2 separate regions of the Gossypium hirsutum genome follow, and region 1 is linked to region 2. The links are chromatin contacts, called in public Hi-C maps. All regions are on one chromosome and are shown on one strand. Each heading gives the region's core, a stretch centred on a gene start, on an enhancer-like site or on the middle of the called end of the contact. The rest is flanking DNA. Distances are from core to core; before and after follow the strand shown. Region 1 holds the start of LOC107891753 (nucleolar MIF4G domain-containing protein 1). Region 2 holds the start of LOC121209842.

Region 1 (2,930 bases), core at 299-2,798, 540 kb before region 2:
TATAGTGCCTCATCGACTCGAGGTCGAAGTATCCCTGAACACTTCTAATCCTATGGTATGCCAACTATATCTGACTCAACCCAATATAGTTAATAGGGTATTCAATTCATTTCTCAATTCATAGTAATTATACATTTCAATATCAATTTCACAATAGTCACAAATCATCGTAGTCTCAATTCAGTATCAATATAATAACAAATAATACTCAATTCAATTCCATTTTATTCAATTCAACACCACAATTATCCAATATTCAAATTCATATTAATCACAATTTCACATACATTCAATTCAATATCAAAACACTAATACTTACCTTAATATCTTTTCATACACATATAATCAAAATTCAACAATTAATAATTAAATTCGGATTATAGAAATACAAACCGTATTTTTTTGAGTCACTCGTTGTTGACTTTCTCTTTTCCCTTTTTAGCCAATGTTTCCGGTTCAACGTTAGCTATTAAGCTTTAAACCTTGAAACCCCTATTTCCCATTTCTTTCTTTCTTTTCTTTCTTCTCCCCTGTTTTTGGTTTGGCTATTCTATTTCTTTTCTAACTTTGTTTCTTTATTTCTTTATTTAATTTATGTTTTATTAGATTATATTATATTAACTAAATAATTATTTCTTAAATTAAAAGTAAATACATATATTTATTACAAATGTATATGTATATTATTTAATACATATGTATTTTATTTTTACCACACACTTGGCACTTATGGCTTAATTGCTAATTTAGTCCCTCATCTTTTCTTTATTCTACAATTAAACTTTCACGTTTTATTCAATTTAATCCTTACACTAAATTAACCTTAATTCAAGCTAATTTGCCTAGCCAAAACCTAATTAACCTCACAATTAACTTCGTAAATATTTTTAATACATATTTATGAACCCGTTTTACTAGAACAATGACTCGAAAATGCACTTTTCCAATAATCGTAAATTTCAGGTCTTACACCCATGGTAATAATAATTTCAAAATTACAATGCTTTCAATTCTATTAATATATGTGTTTTGTTGATTGTTATTGCAACCAGTTCGACATGAACTTGATTCAAGTGAAGTAATTGATATCTCAAAACTGGATATTGACAAGTCTTCAGTAATTAACCTTCAGGCTGCTTAAATAACAAGAACTGTGTTTTTTAAATGAACTTTGATGAGGATGAAGATTTTTGAAGAATGAAGATCTTCATTTTGGTGGCCTTTGATAGAAGCTCTCGACAATGGTGGATAGAGTTATAAAAGGAAGAAAAATAATAAGAAAAAAATTTAAAAATATATATTTAAATTATGTGATAATAACATGAAAGCCACGTCACCATTTGATGGGCCAGCTATGTATTTGTCCAACACTTAATGGCTGCTAATGGAAAGTGACCAAATTGTTATTAATTGATAACGCCTGTGACCTACTTGTTAGAATTGAAACATTGATGACCAAGACGTAAACTTAAACAAAGATATAGGATTATTTTTGTAGTTTAACCTAAATATAATATAGGGTACAAGTTTTTTTTTGCCACCAGAGTACAGCGTTTAGTAACCCTACATTTTTGTTCATTTATTTTGAACCGTCTTTCCTCTTTCTTCTATCATCTTCCTCCTACCATCGTCCCTCTTCTCTGTCTCGTCTCCGTAAATCAGTTTTGTTTTCTTCTCTTCTCATCTCAGTTTGCATTCACCGCCGTGTCCGCTAGTTTATGCTGGATCTGACCCGTATCCTGTGTCGGAATCCGTGTCGGGTAGTGTCGACACAGGTCCTGCACCCAGATTGCCGAGTCCTGGTAACGAAGGTGAGAACAATTAGGAAAAAAATTGTAGGACAACTAAGGTCACTCTCTGTTATATGATGTTAATTCTATGATTACAGAAATCACTGAGGATGAAGAGAAAAGCAGGGAATTTAAAGTCGAAAAAGGGGAACAAAATAAAGAATTCACGAATGCAGCTTGTTAAAGAAAATGATATTGTTCAACGAGTTAGTGAATTGAAGTCTGAGGAAGATCATGATGCTAATGAATCTAAGATAGCTAAAGCGAAGAAGGATTTGAAAAGAACATCGAAAACCAAGTTCGAGGAGTATCTTGAAATGGAGATGCCAAATTCGGACATGCTTGCACAAGAGGACTTGGAATTGGAGAAGAAACTTGCTAAGAAACTTAAGGTGAAGGGTGGTAAATTAAGGGGAGATGATGATGGGCTTAATATTTTATTTGAAGGATTTTCTGATGAGGAAGCTGTGAACCATTCTTTAAGTAAGAAACGAAAAAAGAAAAAGTCAGTGCAGCAGGCTATCAAAGATGATATTGGAGATGACTCAACTAATGAAGCTTCCGAAGGGGAGGAGTATTCAGAGACAACAGTGGAAGAAATTCCTGTGAAGGCACCTTCACAAAAGAGGCGTAAGAAGAGGAAGTCTTTGCTGCAAGGACAAGAAAGTGACATTGTGGGTGAAACTGCCCTTTCTGTTACCCCGCATTCTGAATGCCACAATGCAGAGGTAGCGTCAGGTGAAATTTCAACTAAGGCTCTTGGAATGGAGAGCAGCGGGAAATATGTTGCTCCTCACTTGAGATCCCAGACAAAGAATGAATCAGAGGAGCAGACTCGAATGCGCAGACGTGTACGAGGTATGGATATTCACTTTTAATGAACTTTAGTAAGTTCACTTCTCGTTTTTGGAATTTGACATGCCACTTATTTTTCTCTATGTTCCAGGTCTTCTTAATAGGCTTTCTGAATCTAACGTGGAATCAATTACAGGAGAAATGGCCTCAATTTTTCGTGTATGCTGCTATGCTGTCTATAGCTTTTTGTTTCAATAGACTTCATATCAAGCCTTCTGAATCTTACTGCAATTGATTTAAGCTATATATGCACTCTCACTCTGAGTAAATATAATTGGTTGTTAT
Region 2 (2,893 bases), core at 34-2,533:
AAAGAACCAAAATGAGTGATAGAAGAGTGTCTACCATTGGAAAGCTGAACAAAACGAGGGTTAAGAGGGTAAGCAATAGGCAAATGCAAACTCTTCGAATCAAAAAATATATGATTAGCTGTACCAGTGTCTAAGATCCAGGAAAATTTACGGTCAACTGAAAAAGGTGTAGAAGGTATACCTGCACAATTCACAGCAGGTGCAGTAGTAGCTTGACTCTTATTCAGCAAGTCCAGGATCTGTGAATACTGTTGAGGAATGAAGGTAGGGGCACTCTGAGGATTAAGTGAAGAGTCATTAGAGGAAACAGCAACAGCAATTGAAGAAGCCTTCTTCCGATTGAATTTAAAATTAGGTGGGAATCCAATTAGGCGGTAACATGACTCCTTTTTATGCCCCTTCAACTTGCAAAAATCATAGGTACTAGTGAATTTCTTACGGTTGCCAGATGCAGTGGAAGATAAAGCCACAGGATCGAGAACATGCGACAAAACAGAGGAAAAACTCCTTTGAGTTCTTCTTGGACAATCATGGAATATGCCCGATTTACCAAGGGTAAAGGCTGCATTAAGAGGATCTGGCTTCGAACTGCAGCATAGGTCTCATTGAGACCCATCAAAAATTGAAATAACCGCTACTGATGAATGTGACTCTAATTTTGATGGGCAACCTCACATGCACAATCGGAAAAAGAGACAAGAGTAGTGTATTCATCCCAAAGCAACTTTAATTGCGTGAAATAAGAGAAAACAGTAGCATCACCTTGAGTAAGATGAGCAATTAATCGGTGGAGAAAGAAAATATGGGAACCATCCACTTTGCTAAACCGATCCTTGAGATCCTTCCAAATCGCAGCAGAATCAGAAGCAAAGACGAGCCCCGCAGACAAATTCGGACTAAGCAAAGACGAGCCCCGCAGACAAATTCGGACTAACAGTGTTGAGAAGCCAGGAAAGCACGAAGGCAATACACTGATCCTATTGAGCATGTAGAGAGTCAGGATAAGCCGAACGAAGGCAAACACCATCAACGAAGCCGAGTTTGTTCTTCGCTAGCAAAGCAATTTGTAGCGAACAACTCCAGATAGTATAATTCTCAACGTCGGTCAAACGATAAGAAACAAGGAGTATTCTCGGTGTATCGGAAGGATGAATAAACAAAGGATGATGAAAATCAATATCATCCATGAAAAAGCTATCAAAGAAGCACGATAATAGAAAAAAATGGGAAAAAAAATGAAGATTTGTGCCCTAGACGAAGTACGAGCAATGAAAACGGGTACTAGCCCAAAAAAAATGAGGCCCAAACCACTTAGAGAAAAAAAAGCTCAAATGATACCATGTTAAAAATGTATCTGCATATTCCACTTTCATAAAGTTACAACTATTAATGTATTTATACAACTCAAGCATAACTAATTCATAAAAGAAAACTAACTATACTAACTATTTCAACAGCCTATAATTCTTTCTACATTTTACTCTTTCATTTAATTTTTTATTTTTTTTAATTCTTAAATTTACATTGTTTGTCATATCACCAAAAATAGATTGTTAACTTTACCGCTGTTTAAAAATTATAAAAATTAATTTAAAAATAAAAATTATCTTTTAATTTTAAAAATAAAAAATAATTAATTGCTAACATGACTATATCACATCTGTAAAAATAACAAATATTAACTTTGAAGTGCTTTAATAAATAATACAAATTTAAAAAGTAAAAAATAAAATGATTCTTCTATAAAATTGGAGACCAAAATTTGGTCACAGCTTCATTTATTTGATTTTCCTTTAATTTTAATTGCTATCTTGTTTGCTAAATTTTAAAATAGGATTTTAATCTTTATCTTTTAAGTCCCCATTAATCTTTACTTTGCTTATTTTTATTTAAGAAATAAAGTTATTACCTTTTTTTGTTAATATGATTTTATTCACTATTATTTATTAAATTTTTAATTTTTTTAATAGAGGCTTTTTTAGGTCTTTACAATCATACAATATTTTTACAATGTTATTAGTTTTCCAAATTTTTTTTACTTATAAATAATTTGAATACCCTTATATTATACTGGGACTTGAAATTTAATATTATTATATCTTTCAATTAAAATATCGATGTTAATTTTTTCAAAGACATTACAACAAAATTTATTTTATCATAGTATGAAATGATATACAAAAAATCCTAATCAATATTTTTACTATTATTTTCCTGGTATTCTTTATGCCCGTTATATTTGGAGTTTATAATTATTTATTTCAACAATGTCAATTTTAAAATTTGAGTCTAAATTTTCTATTGAAAATGTAATGTGTCTTCACCATTATTTTTAATGTAACATTTTTTTTAATTTTTAAAGGTAACACCAATAAATTTAATAGAAAATTTTTAAACACATAACAATTAAATCTAAACTTTAAAATTTTAAAAATAGAAAACTGCATTCCTAAAATAAAAATAAAAATAAATTCTAAATAATAAAATTGAGATGTAGGCACGTGAGAGCAACAGGTGTTTGCATGGCCAACCCAACGTGTCAGCCATGAGAGAACCAACATTTCGGTTCTTTTGCCTTCCCATTTCCTTGATATCGAATATTCAAAAGCCATAGCCTTTTAATTTCTTTTTCATTTTCTTTTTGATGATCAAAGCAAAACAGCAAGATAATTAAGAAGTTGAAGAAGATAATGATGGAGAGGAAGCATCTTTCTTCTATCGCCAACCATGTCCTTCAACGAAGCGCAGAGTAAGATATATACTTCTTTTCTTAAATAATATGTTTTTCAATAGTGTTATCACTCTAGTTTTATTCTTTCGTTGTGATATGGGATCTCTTTGGAGATTAAAAAATCAATGAGAAAACATGAAATTCAAGATCAAACAAGATTAA

Evidence for each region. A called contact is a pair of places that touch in the nucleus more often than the background predicts.
Region 1: a Hi-C map of leaf shows a contact between it and region 2, with 1.7 times the contacts expected there. The contact joins the promoter of LOC107891753 here to the promoter of LOC121209842 in region 2. A contact is called at or near these places in 4 of 34 Hi-C or Micro-C datasets (callus and leaf).

The regions. Positions count from the first base shown.
Region 1 is chrA11:94,152,332-94,155,261 of Gossypium_hirsutum_v2.1, reverse strand. LOC107891753 (nucleolar MIF4G domain-containing protein 1) reads left to right here and starts at 1,548. Exons shown (of 12, transcript XM_016816643.2): 1 at 1,548-1,811; 2 at 1,889-2,648; 3 at 2,737-2,804. The coding sequence starts at 1,719.
Region 2 is chrA11:93,611,336-93,614,228 of Gossypium_hirsutum_v2.1, reverse strand. LOC121209842 reads right to left here and starts at 1,283. Exons shown (of 4, transcript XM_041081560.1): 1 at 440-1,283; 2 at 182-275. The coding sequence starts at 616. LOC121209841 reads left to right here and starts at 2,609. Exons shown (of 10, transcript XM_041081558.1): 1 at 2,609-2,749. The coding sequence starts at 2,691.